2 separate regions of the Dromaius novaehollandiae genome follow, and region 1 is linked to region 2. A link is a contact called in public Hi-C data. All regions are on one chromosome and are shown on one strand. Each heading gives the region's core, a stretch centred on a gene start, on an enhancer-like site or on the middle of the called end of the contact. The rest is flanking DNA. Distances are from core to core; before and after follow the strand shown.

Region 1 (2,700 bases), core at 25-2,524, 150 kb before region 2:
GCCACTTCTTTTTAAAGTACAGAAGGTGCCACCACAGCTACATTTCTTAGTGATTACTACACATAATGCAGGATGGCCTGCTTGAATTCCCCTCTCTGCCTGAGATGATTCAACTCCTTTCAGAGAGCATCCTAACCCAAACTGTCCTGGGCACGGTGCAGTACCCACCCCTTCTGACGCAGCTACAGCAAAATGTTTGGTCAGTCTGTAATGGAGCTGCCCAGCGGTCCTAAAACACAAACCATAAAAGCTTTTAACAGTTGCTGAGTAAAGACAGCTCTTTATATCACGTGATAGCAAAACAGATTTTTCACCTCACTTGCTAAAATGCACAGTGCTATACTAATTATGTCGGTAATTCCCAAGCAAATAATTCACCCATAAATTGAGCTGTTCTCCCCCTATTCTTCCACATGGATCCAACTTGCTGTGTCATATCACACCGCCCTCGCCTCTTGCAGGGTTGCCTCTACATTGAAGGCTCCCCAGGTACAAAATGTTATCCAGCAGGGGCAAAGGAGCACCGAATTCACACTCGTATGGCAAAGAAGCCTGCAGAAGAGAGCCGGGCCTTTTGCGTTTCAGGGATGTATTCACCTTTTAACTCGTTGTTCTCGGTGATGAGCTCTTTCATCTGTTGCACCATCTCTTCCGGTGTGTACGTGCTGAGGGCGGGGGAAGCCGCGCCGTCCGGGCCGTTTTCCATCCTCCTCCTGGGATGCTCTCCATTTTCAGCAGGACGGCTTTGCAACTTGCCAGACATCCCTGAAGCGGCTGCGATGAGGTTAGCGCGGAGGAAGATCCGCTCCCTCACCGATGAACTGCTGAGAAAAGAAAACATAACCATACTTTCGTTTTATCCGGGCGAGCAAGCCGCACAACTCACTGTGATACGGAGGCACCGGCCAACCCTGCTGACACCACCACAACACCTGCCAGGAGCATCAATATCGCATTAACCCCTCACAGGACCACGCGGAGGATGCGCTTGTGTCCCGGAACAAACCTCGGACGAGGTCCCCTTCCCGCGTGGGCCCCCTTCTCCGTGCGTGGCCCGCACGGGCGGCAGGACCCCGGCGCTTCGGGCCTACCGCGGCCTCAGCGGGCCCACAGCTCCCTGGGGTCCTCCGCCAGCGACCCGCTCACCACGCTCACGGCGCGACCATGGCCCGCGGACAGCCGGCCCCGGTGGCTGTGGCGGCGGCGGCGCGCGGCTCAGCTGACCACCGCGTCCCCGCCTACCTCCGCGGGGATTTCCTGCGGAAAATCCGCCCTGCCCCGGCCGCCTCCCGCCCCGCCGCCCCGGGGACCGGGTGCCCCCAGGCTGCCTCGGGCCCCTGCCCTGCCCCCGGGGCTGCTCCCCCAGGGCCTTCTGCGTTTCGCAGCCCCCCGGCCCTGGGCGGCCGAGTCCCCTGCGGCCACCAAATGGCCTCACCGAATCCCCGCCACAGCATGCCCTAAACCAGGCCCGCAGGCAGCGTGTAGATAAGGGAGGCCGGGAAGCCCTAGCCCTCTGTCAGGGGGACGCGGCAGCCCCTCTGCCGCCTGCAGGTCTCTAAGCTGGGCCCGGCAGAAAGATCCTGCCGCACTGGGGAGGGCAAGGACCACGCTGGGCTTAACGCAGCCTCGGGAGCTCACAGCCTCGGGAGATAGGCTCAGCTCTGTAGAAAGAGTCATGAATGCCCGTAATACCATCCTGAGAGCATGCTGCGTACCAAGAGAGATTGAAAAGTCTTGGATTTTGTGCTGGAAAAAGAGACAATAGGGACGGAGATGACAGAGGCCTGCAGAGTCAACAGTGGTATCAAGAAAGATGATCAGGAAGTGTTTCTCATTACACAGAAATTAAAAGGGGCACAAAAACACGATCAGACAACAGGTGGAAAACACACAAAGTGCTTTTCACACAGTGCATAATTACATTTTAGAGGTTATTGCCATGCGATACCATGGAGGCAAATAGATCAGGAAGGGATTAGCCACACTCAAGGTATATAGGCCCATTACTGACTGTTAGCATCATACCTGGATACAGTTTCTAGTCTGGAAAGTCCTTAAAGCTGTTTGGCAGCTCCTGGTAGGCAGAGCTAGGAATGACAGTCCGGTTAACACATTCCTTTTTCTCTAAACCGCAACCACCAGTGACTGTCAGTGACAGGACACTGGGCTGGTAGGATCCTACAGGGGTTGGTAGGGCCTTAGAGTGGCTGTTCTTGTGTAATAGTTAGGGCCAATTATGATGTTTTGGTTCCTTTGCTTTCAACGGAATATGTCATTTTAGCTAAAATGTCTGCTTTCCATAAGGAGGATGTCAGTCTTTGATTAAATAACTGCATGGCTCAAAAATAAGGTCTTTTGATTTGGAAATGTTGCTTTGGTATCTCCTAGGAGCTGTGGATCGAGTGCTCTGCCATGAAGTCATGCCCTTCTGCAGACTGATTTCCCCCGCTGCCCTCCGAACGCTGCAGCCAAAGACTCCTCCGGCATGAGAAAGAGGAAGGGCTGGTGCCCGGTGGAAGGTGTGATCTGACAGGGACAGATCCATCTACAAGGCTGCCAGCTGAAGAATTTCAGCATTCAAACTCCAGAGACAGGTTCCAATTCACCCTAGAAATGAAACCAGCAACCATTTGGGACTGTCTAAGGGGTAAATAGCAGTTCTGACAGCAGGCTTATGTGTGACGAGTCCATAATTTATGT
Region 2 (2,700 bases), core at 25-2,524:
TCTCCCTAAGCCACTGCATTCAAGTCAGTAAACTGTTACTAAGTTGGTCCTAATGAAGGGACCAAAGAAAAGTGCTAAGAGGTTAAATATCCACAGCCAGCTGGTCTGACTGCTCAGCTGCTTGTCCAACTGCCTGTTAATGAAAGCACACACTCCAAACAAGGTCTCACTAGCACTAGAGCTGGCAAAGAAAGCAGTATTATTACTGCAGTAATTACATCTGATACTCACAAAGCAAGTGCTGCCGTACAACCCCCACAATTCTTCTTTCTAAGTCAAATCGTGACTGTGGGCAGGGAGGTGCGAGAAGTGTAGGACCATCACACTCCTCGGCACACACAAAATCACAGGCAAGGCAAAAGCCTCAAGTCAGGAGACCAGGGTTTAACCTTTGCTCTGCCACATGTCTTGGGCAAGCCATCGAAAGAGGAATCTACACAGGGACTTGGTGCCTCGAGAGGGAATTAGGCATCTATGATCTAATCCGTGGTTCGGATACCCCAGGTACCTCCACTGCCAACAGGTCAACGCTGCTGAACTTGCTGCTCTGCTAGCAGTGAACAGCAGAGCTCCCAGGATGGGGAGCACAAATTCAACTCCCTGCTCCAGCTGGAAGAGGGGAGTGGGGGCTCCAAGCCAGTATCTCCAACTCTTGGAAAATGTCCTAAACCACACGGTGTTTTCCATACCTCCTTCGGAGAATGTTCCACTTCTCAGGACGTAACTCAAGATTCACTCAGGAAGGGGGAGCTCTGTTACTCTTTATTGATGAGAACGTCACAGAGCAATAAAGGGCTCCTTAAAACCAGTGTCAATTGTTCCCTCAATCTTTGTAGGAACCCAAACGCCTCCCTTTAAGGAATACATTAATGCTGCTGTGCTTTTAGCAGATGGTAATCTTGTTCCATATCTTCCAAAACTAACCGAAAAATTCCCAAGCCAAGTTAAGCCTTGCAAAGAGAAAGCAAGCCTACTTCTGCAGCAGGCAAACCAGATGTATTTATGCAATGGAAGAAGCTCTTTAGCCATTTGTTAAAGAACGGTATGGAAAACACATTTCACACAGACAATTTATAAAGTGCTTTTAGACAGCATTTAAATAATGAGTTATAACTAGGTACGAACACTCAAAGCCACTGATGAAAATGCTCCTCTGCTCTTGCCATGTTATTTATGCTGCTCTGGTTGCTACAGCTCAGCTCCCTGGTCCTGCTCCTCAGCCAGTGCCAGGATCGATCGATCTCAGCACCGCAGCACCACAGATGTCTGTTTTCTATTTGGCTGTGGTATTCCCTGTGCAATATTAAAATGTCATCAATTCAGTTTAACAGGCCAAGCAAAGGCCTTAGTCAACCATTTAACAGCTAAGCAAAACATATGGCAAATGCATATCAGTCCAGGGACTGCATTAAAAGTTTAAGGGTTCAATTAAGAGGAATCTTTCTGGTGTGTTCTCAGGAGGTTAGAAAAACAGAAATGCCAAATGTTTCTCCCCCCTTGTTACCGTTAAACACCAGGCCAAAACCCCCTTGTTAAAGTGCTTTTTGTGTCTGTCCATTTCAGCATGCCAAAAGCACCTTTGTATAATACTCAATTAAAATAAACTATTTATTGGGAAAACAGAGACGATATTTTAATGATCTAGTTTTTTTCTAGCGGTTGTTGTTGTGCTGTAATGTGCTGCCTCAAGCGCCCATGTCCAGCGTTGCCCTCTGAACGCTGAGGCTCGAACTGCCTCGAGCTCACCCCAGGGACGGGAGCGCTCCCTCATGCGAAAGCTCAGCCACAAAACGAGCCGACCGTGACCTCCACGGCCGGCTGAAGCCCTCTTCTGAGGGCAACCAGGCTGCATTACTACAGTTTCCAAGGCTCAGCTTCCTTGCAGGACAGCGGTTACCCAGCAGAAGAAACACGTGTGTGCATGTACTGCACCAACGACGCCGGCGTCCTGGTTGGAGTGGTTCAGAGCAGGAGACCGGCCTCCTTATCTGGAGACAGACTGCCCAACAATAGCCACGATTTTGCCATTGTCATTATTTATAGGCACAGAAACCATTTAAAAATGGAGAGAGGGGCATGGCAGCTGAACCCACTGTCCAACAGTCGCTCATGCTTTCGGGTAGTCCCTCCCTTAATACCAGGTCCAACCCCTGTGGGCAACAGTCCTTGAGCTGGAGGATGAAGCTCTCCCAGCACCCGGTCCACAGTCACCCAGGAACCATCTGCCCAAGGCAAAATAGTAGATTTTTATATTCTTACTGAAAAGAGCTGTGAGATACTACAGTCTGAGTCATTGCAGTCCACAGGCATCTTCTCCCTGGACTACAAATGGGCTTTGAATCTGGTCCTCAAGTGACGGATGGGACATGAGATGCAATCACACAGATAATCTGCAAAGAACTCAAGCTGCAGGTAAAAGAGGACTGAATCAACCCAGAAAAAATACAAACGATTGATTTCAGAAGTCTTGACAGAGCAAACTGGACGTTTACAGAGCTCCTGAGCCTCCTCTCTGACATGCTGCCTCCCTTCTGGGGATCACCGAGGCCTCACTGTGCTCCTTCCCAGCTCCCCTGATTTAGGGTGCTGATGATGCTCAGAGTTTATCTTATGTCCCCTCTTCTGTACTGTGCTACATCTCTGAATAGCGAACACTCTCACAACACCGAAACTGAGAATCAGGAAGAAATTATTCATTTC

Evidence for each region. A called contact is a pair of places that touch in the nucleus more often than the background predicts.
Region 1: a Hi-C map of liver shows a contact between it and region 2, with 12 times the contacts expected there. The contact joins the promoter of OPTN here to the enhancer-like site in region 2. A contact is called at or near these places in 3 of 4 Hi-C or Micro-C datasets (brain, liver and ovary).

What each region holds. Positions count from the first base shown.
Region 1 is chr1:4,009,778-4,012,477 of bDroNov1.hap1, reverse strand. OPTN (optineurin) reads right to left here and starts at 1,274. Exons shown (of 14, transcript XM_026119278.2): 1 at 1,147-1,274; 2 at 598-821. The coding sequence starts at 763.
Region 2 is chr1:3,858,620-3,861,319 of bDroNov1.hap1, reverse strand. All of the region lies in intron 3 of CAMK1D (calcium/calmodulin dependent protein kinase ID), which reads right to left. Among named protein-coding and RNA genes, the nearest start is that of CCDC3, 120 kb to the left of the region's middle. Within about 2 kb of position 1,274, at least 1 of the 2 cell types and tissues checked has open chromatin away from gene starts, as enhancers often do.